3 separate regions of the Mus musculus genome follow, and regions 1 and 2 are each linked to region 3. The links are chromatin contacts, called in public Hi-C and HiChIP or PLAC-seq maps. All regions are on one chromosome and are shown on one strand. Each heading gives the region's core, a stretch centred on a gene start, on an enhancer-like site or on the middle of the called end of the contact. The rest is flanking DNA. Distances are from core to core; before and after follow the strand shown.

What was found. Hi-C and Micro-C count contacts between places; a contact is called where the count stands out from the background. HiChIP or PLAC-seq counts read pairs in DNA pulled down with a chosen protein or histone mark.
Region 1: an H3K27ac HiChIP or PLAC-seq map of embryonic stem cells shows a contact between it and region 3, with 8 read pairs. The contact joins the enhancer-like site here to the promoter of Psip1 in region 3. A contact is called at or near these places in 8 of 39 promoter capture datasets (the C10 cell line, the HPC-7 cell line, cranial neural crest and 4 more), 54 of 484 Hi-C or Micro-C datasets (the 63-12 cell line, the Ba/F3 cell line, CD8 T cells and 39 more), 12 of 115 datasets of contacts at active chromatin or transcription factors (the SCID.adh cell line, embryonic forebrain, embryonic stem cells and 3 more) and 3 of 9 other capture datasets (adipose tissue, embryonic stem cells and liver).
Region 2: a contact with region 3 is called in a Hi-C map of cerebral cortex, with 3 times the contacts expected there. The contact joins the enhancer-like site here to the promoter of Psip1 in region 3. A contact is called at or near these places in 8 of 39 promoter capture datasets (the C10 cell line, cranial neural crest, erythroid cells and 5 more), 1 of 15 datasets of contacts at CTCF or cohesin (the NIH/3T3 cell line), 2 of 484 Hi-C or Micro-C datasets (the N1E-115 cell line and cerebral cortex), 6 of 115 datasets of contacts at active chromatin or transcription factors (the SCID.adh cell line, craniofacial prominence, embryonic forebrain and 2 more) and 3 of 9 other capture datasets (adipose tissue, liver and pancreatic islet).

Annotation. Positions count from the first base shown.
Region 1 is chr4:83,437,319-83,441,410 of GRCm38.p6, forward strand. The region is part of intron 5 of Snapc3 (small nuclear RNA activating complex, polypeptide 3); the gene reads left to right. Among named protein-coding and RNA genes, the nearest start is that of Snapc3, 22 kb to the left of the region's middle. Within about 2 kb of position 1,958, at least 65 of the 459 cell types and tissues checked have an H3K27ac peak or open chromatin away from gene starts, as enhancers often do. A contact at or near this core is called in the G1E-ER4 cell line, Th1 cells, cerebral cortex and 10 more, where this site is marked.
Region 2 is chr4:83,547,199-83,551,173 of GRCm38.p6, forward strand. Ccdc171 (coiled-coil domain containing 171) reads left to right here. Exons shown (of 26, transcript NM_001355378.1): 4 at 2,405-2,579. Among named protein-coding and RNA genes, the nearest start is that of Gm25899, 21 kb to the left of the region's middle. Within about 2 kb of position 2,478, at least 22 of the 459 cell types and tissues checked have an H3K27ac peak or open chromatin away from gene starts, as enhancers often do. A contact at or near this core is called in cerebral cortex, where this site is marked.
Region 3 is chr4:83,484,221-83,488,311 of GRCm38.p6, forward strand. Psip1 (PC4 and SFRS1 interacting protein 1) reads right to left here and starts at 2,243. Exons shown (of 16, transcript NM_133948.6): 1 at 2,055-2,243; 2 at 1,497-1,708. The coding sequence starts at 1,568.

The sequences.
Region 1 (4,092 bases), core at 708-3,207, 47 kb before region 3:
TGGAAAAGGATCAAAAGTCAGGCTCCTGTCTCCATCAGCTATGCACAGTTTTAGTTCTTTGATTTTGAGTCCCGTTAACTGACACTCATTAGGCTTTACACAGTGAATGTGTGTCTTCTCCCTGCTCCTGTTTTGAGCATTTCAGTGTGTTAAGAAGCATATCACCATGCATGGGGGTGGCAGCCGAATCATGGTCACATTTACAGACTTGGTTGCAGGCTTTTCATGTGTATAATGTCCTGGTGCTGTTTGTGTCTCTGTCTTACAGACCCACCATGTTCAGTGACTGACATGGAGATGAGCATCATGGCTCATGAAGAGATTACACTAGATGTTTGTGGTTATGTTGAAAATGGTTTTAAGATCCTTAAACTCTACTGAACTTCTGAGTCAGTGCTTGTGGAGGTAACTGCAATGATAAAGAGAAACAAATGGAATTTTAAGGAAATAGGTTTCTCTCTCTTTTTTTTTTTTCCAAGGGAGAAAGCATCAATCTTTTGAAAGCTTTCTCTCTTTTTTTTTTTCTTTCTTTGTTTTTTTTTTTTTTTTTTTCGAGACAGGGTTTCTCTGTGTAGCCCTGGCTGTCCTGGAGCTCACTTTGTAGACCAGGCTGGCCTCGAACTCAGAAATCCACCTGCCTCTGCCTCCCGAGTGCTGGGATTAAAAGGCGTGCGCCACCATGCCCGGCTTGAAAGCTTTCTTAACCCTACCAAAAAAGAAGGTGTAACTATAAATAGATTAATGTGAGCTGGGTATGGTGGTGTATGTCTTTAATCCCAGCACTCAGGAGGTGGAGGCAAGCAGATCTCTGATTTCAAGACCAGACTGATCTGTAAAAGTATTTTTCCCCCCTGATGTAATTGTCATCTCAGAGGCTTACTGCATCCATCTGCTAACCTAGGCCTGGTCCTGGAAGCTTCTAGCCTCTGTACAATCATAATCTAGGCCTAGAATGTTTCCAGCCTCAGAGACTTTCTGCTGAATCAGCTCACCCTTTCTAGTTCTCTCTGAACTCCTGCTGGCTGATTCAACTCAGCTGTCCTGGCTCAGACTCTTCTCCAGGCTCACTGATTCAGTCTGGCTTCTCTCTCTGCATCTGCTGAATGGCTCTGCCTGGCCTCATAGCAAATCTTCTGTCTCCTTGTCATTCTATGGCTCTTTCTGCCTTCACCTCTGTCTAGCTTGTTCTCTTCAACCTGTCTCTCTCTGTAAGACTCTTCCAGTAAAACTGCCTTTTTCATTTTCTGCATTGTCCCTTAAGTAGCTTTCTTTTCCTCTCTCCTGGTGGGGGGCTGTCATATCCTAGTCCGTCAAATCTTTCTCTGATTCATCACGTCTGTCACTCACTTTTAAACATGGGTGGCTTACCTTCATTGATTGGGATTAAAGATGTGTGCTAAGAGCTGAGGTACCACAACCAGCAATTCCCAGGAAATAACAGTCTCGGGTTCACAGTGTAATCAAATATTCTCTAACACTTGTCTACATAGCAAATTCCAGGATAGCTAGAGATACAGAGCTCTTTTCTTTCAAAAAGAAAAGATTACCATGAAGAATCCCTTTTTATAGTAACCTATCAGCATTGGTAAGAGCAGATATGTAGTTCATTCCAGCAACAAGTGCTTGTAACCACTAACCCATCTCTCTAGCCCCTACTGTCTTAATATTTACACATCTGTGGCTACATTCTTTGTTTGTCTACTAAAATAATACTCTGATCATTGAGCACATGTCATGTGCCTAGTGTATGCTGGCCTTAAAAGAATTGTCACCATTTTTATAAGAAAAGAGCATAGTCATCCTGAGCTGCTCAAGCTCAGCCATCAGTGGTGGGGGCTAGAGTCGGGTTCTCGTTTCTCCTTCTGAGCCCACAGCTTCTCTGCCCTGCCCTGCCCTGCCCTGCCCTGCCCTGCCCTGCCCTGCCCTGCCGCCCGCTGTGAATGACTGCTGAAGCACGGTGTGATTCACTCACTCACCAGCAGCTTCTAGCACAGGGCCTGGTGGGAGATGAATGTATCAGTTCAGAAATCTGTTTTCCTTTTTGTTCTTCAGCAATGGCTTAGAAATGTGTGTTTATGATGTTAAAAGCATTTAGAAGGACAGATTCCTATGAATGAAGTATTGACTGAATTTAACATCTTTCTGCTGTTGTTACTGGGGTTTTTGGTTTTTGTTTTTTTCAAGACAGGTTTTCTCTGTGTAATAGTCCTGGATGCCCTGGACTTGGTTTGTAGACCAGCTGGCCTTCAACTCAGAGATCCACCTGCCTTTGTCTCCTAAATGTTGGGATTAAATGTGTATACCCGGCTGAGGCTAACATCTTTATGAGCCTTAGAAAGACTATTTCATTGACATTTTTATTTTACAGTATTGTTGGCTGTGGGGGTTATTTTTTCTCATTTGTAAGGTTTCTGTTGGAAAATTTTCAAATATGTAATCAATATAGAGAATAGTATAATGAGCCTCTGTTCAATACTTCGTAGCTTTTTCCAGAAGTGTTTTTTGTGTTAAGCACCATTGTACCTCAAAGAAAAGTGAAAATAAGACCCCGTGTTCTATGTTTTTGTTGGTTTCCTGGCATGTATTCCACTAGCTGTTGTAGACTGGTTTGACAGTGAGTTGCAGCTCTTAGAGTGAGCTAGATGGCTGTTGTTGATGTGCCAGGACTTGGATAACTCTAATGCATTTAATTAAGTCTCTCTAGCTTTGAAGTAGAGGAGGATTTGCCAGTGTTTGTTTTTTTAATAATTGCCTTGAGAATGGAACTGTATTTTTAAAACAAACATGTAAACAGTACAAGTACTTTCTGAATAAGTATCAAATACACTGTCTTCCAGTGTAGCCCATGCTGCTTGGAATTTGTGATTCTCCTGCCTCAGCTTCAGAAGTGCTGGCATTGCATGTGGGTTACTAAACCTGCCCATCTGTTACTTCTTTGTACAGTGAGGAGAGGTTATTATTGGTGAAAACTACTTTTGTTCTAGAGTTTTCTTTGTAAATAAGCAATTATGTGAGAAGACATTAAGGTGTTCAAGTCACTTCTAGTGGAGGTTTATACAAGTGTTGTATGATCAACAAAATTGTATGTATATCAAACTTTGTTTCCAAAATGAGGCATTAGTTATGGTTAGGGCATGCATGCATGTATCTATCTATCCATCCATCCATCCATCTTAAAACAGAGAGTCTACAAGCCTGTGTAACCCAGGCTTGCCCAGAACTATGTAGCAGAAACTGACACCAAACTCACAGCAGTCTTCTTGCCTTAGCCTTCTTAACATTGGGATTATTCTTATGCATTGCTATGCCTAGCTCTAGATCATTTACCTTTTCAATGTTTTCTTTTTCTTTTTTTGTTTTTGTTTGTTTGGTTTTGTTTTGTTTTTCGAGACAGGGTTTCTCTGTATAGCCCTGGCTGTCCTGGAACTCACTTTGTAGACCAGGCTGGCCTCGAACTCAGAAATCCACCCGCCTCTGCCTCCCGAGTGCTGGGATTAAAGGCGTGAGCCACCACGCCCGGCTTTTTCTATGTTTTCTTATACTTTATTTGTATATGTTTGCATACAAGTGTGTGCCATGCCCATGTGTGGAGGGCCAGGGACCACTTGTGAGCGCGGGTCCATCATCCCTTCTACCTTGAGCACCCAGTGATCAAACTTAGGTCCCCCAGGCTTATCACCAGTCACTTTACCCCTGGGCCATCTCACTAGCCCTTGGACCCTTATTTTAAATAGCTTACTGTTCTGAATGCTGCAGAAGCACATTAAAAAGACTGGTTTGTGTTCTAGCAGCCAAACAGGACATTTAGTACTTAATTATTATTTCTTAACTATACAGCCAGCCCTGAGGATTCAGTGACTTGTACCGTGAGGATCCTGGCCATCCCCTTTAAGTTTGGTGTGATTCAGGATTGAGACCACGTGTACCTACTATTACATAACTATTACATGTGTACTATTACATAACATGACTTAAGGACAGAAACCCTGGTGGTGTATGTCTTTAGTCCTGTCACTCAGGAGGTAGATCAGGTAGATCTCGGAGTTGGTTGCCAGTCTAATTTACAGAGTTTTAGGACAGCAAAGGCTACAC
Region 2 (3,975 bases), core at 1,228-3,727, 63 kb after region 3:
TTAGAAACAACATTTAACCTTGGTCACTATGTCATTCTTGTGCTTCAAAGGAAATTGCAGTAAAGAAAACACTTTTATACAGCAGAATTGTACAGGGATATTAAAGTTGAACTTTAGCCAATTATATTTATTTGTATGCTGTCTTAAATGTATATTAATTAGTTAAAACATTTTATTCTTTGTGTGGGAGCACATGTGTCATAGCATTCATGTGGAGGGTAGAGGATGACGTGTGGTACCTCATTTTGCTGAATAGAGTATGTCAACTTGATACAAGCTAGAGTTATTTGAAAGTTAGAAAACACCTCCATAAGATCTGGCTGCAGAACAGTTTCTTAATTAGTGATTGATGGGGGAAGGCCCAGCCCATTGTGGGTGGTGCCATCCCTGGGCTAGTGGTCTTGGGTGCTATAAGAAAGAAGGCTGAGCAAGTCATGGCGAACAAGCCAGTAAGCAGCATCCCTCCATGGCCTCTGCATCAGCTCCTGCCTCTAGGTTCTTGCCCTGTTTGAGTTCCTGCCCTGACATCCTTTGATGATGAACAGTGCTATGGAAGTGTAAGCAAAGTGAACCTTTTCTTCCCCAACTTGCTTTTTGCTTATGGTGTTTCATTGCAGCGATAGAAACCCTAATTAAGACACTTGTAGTACCAGGGACTGAAACTGAGATTGTCAGATATAGCAGCCGGCATTTTTACCAGTTGAACCATCCCGACAGCTCGATGCATTTTAATTAACAAGCTTGACATGACCAAACACCTTATTTGATGAATGTCTTCGATGACTGAAGAATTTATAAATTAGAAAAATGCTTTTTTGAGAGAGCTCTTGTTATGTAACCCAGCCCTTCCTCACACTCAGTCTTGCCTCAGCTTCCCAGGTGCTGTGACCTTGTGTGTTATGTTGTACATGGCTTAACCAGGCACAGGTTTTGAAATTATAATGTAGATTCCTTTAGGATGCGAGTTGTGGAACAGTCTTTTTCTTAAGTACACTTGTATATAAAATTTTAATTAGTGTAGCTCAGAAGTTATCTTTGTTTTTGTTTTATTATAACATATTAGTGTGAATATACATACTTATACATATGCACATTTCATGTACAGTAGGTTTCTTTCCCTTTTAAGTGAAGTCATAAATTACATGTGAATGTCTTTCTCTTTTGTAGGCTTACTCTTCATTTCCATATTTAAGTCTTAATATCCTTTTGTGTTTATATACTAGTGAGCTACATTCTCAGGTCTTCTTTTAATTTTTTTAAAGCATAAGGTTTTTTGGTTTAAATATTTAGCATTTTATTTTTTTAATTGAGAAAAATGTTAAACAATGTATTTTGATCACCTTCCCTGTCCCCCAACTTCTCCCTCACCTCCCTTCCCACCCAACCCTGCTCTTTTTAAAAAATATCTTTAAAAACAAAACCAGTCACATAGTATTTTTACTTCAAACTATCATAAAATATTATTTTTATTTCTTTTACAGAATTTGGTTCATATACCTTTCTGTAACTTGTAGATCTTTCACCCAAGAGCTCTATAACATTTATCTTTTCTTATTTTACTCACCACATCACAAGTATTAAGTATTTAGTATATAAATTATTTGTAAAAGATAAATTATCTAGTCTTGACTATATGATTTTAGAGTAAGATCATTACAGGTCCTCACATTCTAGTTTTTGAGCCATTTGTGTCATCGTAGTGAATGGAATGTCACGATTAGGTGGCCCTTTGCTAACATCCCTATAATAGTCTCACTTATTAGTCTATGCTGTCATTGATATTTTAACCAAGAAAAATAACACATTATTCACTAAATTGTACTTTGTTGCCATTTGCTTCTTTTAAACATTTTTTATGTGTGTGTTCATATGTGTCCTGCGTGTGGAGGCCCCCTTCAGAAGCCAGGAGAGAGTGTTGGATGCCCTGGGACCAGAGTCCAGGTGGTTGTGACCTGTCCCTCATGATGCTCTGAACTGAGCTGGGGTCGCTGGGGTCGCTGGGAGGGCAGCCAGCCCTGTACACTGATGTGCCACCCTCCTCAGCCCTGTTTGCTCCTTGAGTACATGTAGGAGATAAAAGGAGAGGACTACAAGAAGTTTTAAGTGTTTATTATGTGGCATGCCTTTTTGTTTGCTAGGCATGATTTTGTGAGTCACATGCACAGTTTTTTCTTTGTTTGTTTAAAAGGCTTTTCCTCTAGTCGAGTCTCTCCATAATGCGCTTATGATTGTCACCTGGCGAAGCAGCGTTTCTTTCCTAATGTTCCAGAAAAGGTCAGAATATGAATTTTGGTAAACACAGAGCAAGGTTTCGCTAAGAAATGTAAATGCCTGTGTTATGCACTCTCATCAACTTATAGACGTGTTTTATTGCCAGTTCATGAGCTCAGGAATCTGTTTTTAGCTGTCAAGCTATGAGAGCCAGATTGCCAGGCTGCGGTCTGAGGTGGAAAAAGGAGAAGCGCTGCGACAGCGTCTGGAGTACGATCTGGCTGTCGCTAGGAAGGAGGCTGGTCTGGGAAGACGGGCGGCCGAGGAGAGACTGGCCGAGGCGCAGCGGATTCAAGAGAGGCTCTGCGGTAAGGCAGCTTCTCCTCTCCCAGTTCAGGGCAAAGCTTTGTTCTGCGCGCGTTCTTGCTTGTTGTTGCACATCCATACTGGATCTCATGGGGTTTTTCACCCATGGGACTAGATGTGTGTTTATAAGAGGTTTAAATTCTTCTGTTTCCACGTTGGGGATTTGTGCATAACGGGCAAGCACTGTCACTGATTTGGGTTTTCAGTCCTACATTAATTTATTTTGAGACATTGTTTGTGTGTAGGGGAAGGGTCTGATATATCTCAGGATGTCTCATACGTCTGTGTAGCTGAAGATGACCTTGAACTTGTGCATTCTTTCTTGCACTCAGCATCTAAGATGCTTTCCACTGCTCCTGATTTATGTAGTGCTAGGGTTGACTGAGCACAGTGCTTTGTGAATTACTAGTCTAGTATTCTACCAGCCAAACTATACCTTCAGCCTAGTTAATATTTTATATTGTTACGTGTATAGGAAAAGAATACAGAATTTAGGATTCTAATTCTTTAAGCAATATGTAAAATCACAAAGCAGGTGTGTGTGTTTTCTATATACACTCTAGGCTCCTTTATAACAATATATAATTTGAGTCAAAATTTCTAGTCAGTCTGCATGTTCAAGAAATACTGAAAGTGACTTTGTTGATTCTGTAGGTTTCTGTGTCACTGCATTAGATTGTGTGCCTTGAAAAGAAAAAGACACTAAATTTAACCCTCAAAATCCTATTATGTAGGATTTAGTTATAAATAAATAAACTACTTGTTTAAAGTATAGATAAGGGCTGGAGAGATGGCTCAGTGGTTAGGAGAACTGACTGTTTTTCCAAAGGTCCTGAGTTCAAATCCTAGCAACCACATGGTGGCTCACAACCATCTGTAATGAGATCTGGCACCCTCTTCTGGTGCGTCTGAAGTCAGCTACAGTGTACTTACATATAATAATAAATAAATAAATCTTTAAAAAATATAAATAAATGCATGCAGATTCACTTAGGTTACCATATAACTAAAGCAAGCATCCAGGTCACGTTATAAAAAAAGTACATAATGTAAGGATTGTGTTGTATTTATATAATGAAATATTACTCAGCCCTAAAAAGGGGCCAGTGCTAATACATAAAGTTAATGAATCTTAGAAATAAGTTGAGTGAAAAATATTTTATACGTGAGGACATCTTGTGATTTTTTTTTGTACATAGAGTTCTATAATAGGTAAAGCTAATTGTTAGTGAATAAAATCTGAATAGTGGTTTCCCCTAAAGTAAGTAGGCAGTAGACAAAAATATGAGGGAGCTTGGGGCTGGGAAATGACTCAAGAGGTTAAGAACACTGACTATCCTTCAAGAGGACCTGGATTCCATTCCAAGCCATTCACAGAACGGCTCAAAACCGTTTGTT
Region 3 (4,091 bases), core at 993-3,492:
GCTGCCTGAGATAAGTGCCGAATTAGGTCCACCGAGCAGCGAGTCCTCTTAACCACGGAGCCATTTCTCTAGCTGTCAAAGTCAGAAAAAAATTTAAAGTATTTACACCTGGCCTCTAACTACATTGGGGCATGGAACTTAGAATATGAGTATCAGATAACCATGATTTTTAACAGCTCAAAATCAGGATACCTAGAATCATCAAGTGTCTCTTGGGGGCCTTGAAACCTTCCCAAGCCTAGCGAGTCTTCTGTAAAGTTGAAAGGCAGTGTTTTCCAAGTGCATGACTATGTAAGAGCAGCAGGATAAAGAAATTCAGCTTTAGGTCACTGCCCTAAAGACGTTTGCAACATATGTAACGGTCAAAGCACACACACAGCAGTAATTTACAAGTTTTCCTATAGGAAAACAAGAACACCAATTATATAGACAAGGCTGAGGATTAAGGCTCTACCAAACAAGGTACCCCAGGAGGATGGGAAGTTAGGGAGCAGTCTAAGTCAGTACTCATACACAGCTGTCAGAACCCAACGATGGAATTCATTATTTTTAAGTAATACCTTTCAAAGATTAAATTAGTTACGTGCATAAAAAAAATAGCCAGGCAGTGGTAGTGTACGCCTTTAGTCCCAGCACTCCAGAAGCAGAGGCAGGTAGATCTCCGAGTTTGAAGCCAGCCTGGTCTACGAGTGAGTTCCAGAACAATCAGCGCTACACAGAGAAACTGTCTTGAAAATGAAAATAAAAAATAGGTTGTATGAAAAAATAATTACAATTTTAGAACATGAGTCTATTTTTGAGTTTATCTAATAACCTTCTTTAAGTCTTATCTATAGTATTCTGAACCTTGACACCATTATAAACTAACAAAAAAAACCTATTTTTTTTTTCCTGAAAATGGAGCTCGGCTGTTTAATGTAACATCTTGAGCCCTTAGGACTTCTCCAGTTAGGTTAATCCAGTGTCCGGTCTACTTCTCCCTTTGGCTATGGAGAACAAAAAATGGAAAACAACATCTTCAAGGTCATAAAGCCAAAGACTGTGAATCTAAAGATCCAAATGAGCCGCCAACTGCAAATCGGTACGAAGCAACCTAAACCACAGCTGACATGCAAGGGCTTGGAGTCTGCATTTTTCGTTGACGCTTTGTATTTTGTTCAAAATTCCAAATTTTAAGGAAATGTCATGATTTCAACTCACAAAAATCCTACTTGATGATTTCGCCTCAATGAAACGTTAATTGAATGTCATCCCCAAAAACTGCTATATAGAACACCTGTCAGAGACTCAAAAAGGGAAACCGCCGCGGATATGAAGGAAAACCTAGAATTTTACAATTGTACGTGAGTATACAGAAAAAAAAAAAAAGAAAGAAAGCTAAAATGAAAGGTTCCAAGTAACGGTAAAGAGAAAAGGAGAGGAAGGACTGAAAGGAAGCCGAGAAGAAACGATGGGAGGCAGGCCGCACCGCTACACCGGGGCTACAAATCACTTACTCGAGCTGGCCAATGAGGATAACCTTTCATCTTGGCGAAGATGAGGTCTCCAGGTTTGAAATCGCGAGTCATGTTTGAGGGGCGACGCCGGGAGTCCCAAGACCAGAAGGGGGAGCAGCGCAGCCGCGATCAGGAGATGCGAGAGCACAGACGCGAGCTGGGACTGGCGGGCCCGCGGGCGGGGGAGGATGCCTCGGGGTGTCCCGACGCGCCTGCGAGGGACAGCAGGGAGGGCGGTTAAAGCGCAAACCCCAGGGAGGGGCCGCGGGGAGGAGGGCAGGGGGAGGGGAGGCGGCGGAGGGGGAGGGGGAGCCGCCTGCGCGCCTCCTCGGACAGAGCGCGGCCTCGGCCCCGAGCAGCGCCGGGGCCTGCGGTCGCGGCCACCTGAGGCAGGGATGCTGCCCGCCACCCGGCCGCCGGCCTCCCACCCCGGCGCTCCCAGGGCTTTTCCCACGGGCCGCAGCCCACGAGGGAGGGGCGCGGCGGGGAGAGGAGGGAGGCTGCGAGCGCGGCCGCCCGCTTCCCATCCGCGCCGAGCGGGGGCGGGGCGGCTCTCACCTGCCGGGCGGCGGCGCTGGGGCTGCGGGGCGCGCTGGCCGCTCCTGCCCACGTCCACGCCGGCCACCTGCGCCACCAGCTGCCGCAGAGGCGTCTCAACGGCTCCGAGCTGCAACCGCCACCGCCACCGCCACCGCCGCCGATGTCGCTACGCCGCTCCCGCGCGGCTCCCGCTCGGCGCCCGCTAGCGCTGGGCCGTACCAAGTGCTCGCGCAGGCACGGGTGGCGCTACAGCCGCCGAGCGTCGTGGCTCGGGAGCTGAGGGCCTGAGTCCCCTAGAGCCCACAGGTGCCCCTGGTTGCGACCAATTGCAAGCAGATGCCGTGGGAGGGGAGGGAGAGGGGAGGCCCGGAGAGAGGCACGCGGGAGCTGTCCCTCTCCTCCACCCCCCCCACGGCTGGCACAGTGGTCGCGCCCGGCCCGCCCCTGCTGGCTGCTCTGCGTGTGTGTATTTGTATGTGTACTGTATGTAAAAGACGGGGAGGGAGGAAACGATTGTTGTGGACCCGGTTTGGGGGCGGGTATCCGGGCCTGTAGCCCACGGCTGCATGTTTAAGAGAATGTGGCAGCCCAAGGTGCTTGTTCTCGCATCCTTCTCCTTGGTGCGAGTACTGTAGTGCTCCTGCGCAGTTTACATCATCCCCAAAATGAAGAGCTGTGCAAAATCCCAGAGATGAAATTGGAATATGAAGCAGTTGCAGGGTGTGCACCTTGTAGGCCTCTTACACCTCGCAGAATGGGCTTTGCAGTCTCCTTTTCTTGGGACTGAAACATGAGAAAGCCCTATTTCATTTCCCTGATATTTCAACCGCGGAGAACCGTTAACGAAAACACAATCCCATTGAATGCAAAACGTCAAGGATATAAAACAATGACAGAGAAAGCGTAGTTAGCTTGTTAGTTAGGATGTGGATTTGGGCCCAATCTAAATTTTAGCCCTGCACTTAAAATTCTATTTCCCTAGAAAAGTGATATATATGGTGGTAGGTGATACAGGAGAGAAGAGTTACTAACACCTAAATATTTCATCATTTAAAATTCTCTTAAAGGGTATTTAAAGGTGAACTTATTTTTGATCCTTTAGCCAGTGGATGCTTTTAATATTTTGTAATACACCTTCTGAAATGGGTTGACTTTTACGATCTTTACTCTAGCAGAACTAATATTATTTATCCATTAACATCCAGGTTCCCAATAAGTAAGGATGTGGCAAATTAGAAGACATTAAAGTATTAAGAAAAAATAAGTCTTTTGTTTCATCCTTCATTGAATCTCTCCAAAATCCTGTTTAGAATAGAGCACTGTTTGGTGTTGAATATACAGCTAGGAACAAGATTAGGTATTTCCTATATCAAACAGGCTAAAAATATTAAAGATATTAAGAATATTAAAATGTGTAAGCAATAATACTGCTTTAAATAAAGACTCACAGCTGAGACTCAGGAAGAGCTTTGTTTGAATAGGCAAAAATTCAGGGCTTTATTTATAAAAGGAATATTGCATGTCTTTAAAAGGAAATCTGGCACCCCAATGTTAAATGCCTAGCAAGCAGGCCACTGTAGATGTGCATCGTGCAGAGGGCTCCGCATGGAGCTAAAAGAAAGAAAGGAAATTATTGGTGATATGTCTTCAAGCTTCTCACCGTGAATCTTAGGTTGTGTGCTTTGGGGGCTATCCAAGGTTGCATGGTAAGAAGGGGGATAAAACTGATTGCTTAAAACTGGATGCTTGGCGTTTCAGTGCAGATGTGAGCAGAGGGAGCCCTTTTTTTATGTGACTGTTGATTAAGAAGGGAAGAAAAAAAGGTGGAGGAGCACAACTAAGTAATTACAGAAATGGTCGTCAGCTAAATCATGGACCTGAAAGAACAGAAAGCTGTCTTAAAGGGAAGTCTCTAATCCCAAGTCACCCAGCTATCGTGTGTGTGTGTGTGTGTGTGTGTGTGTGTGTGTGTGTGTGTGTGTGTGTGTGTGTGTACACCTCCCCCTCCCATTGTCTCCAACTCCATAAGGCTTTGAAACTCCAGTTGTGGTCAGA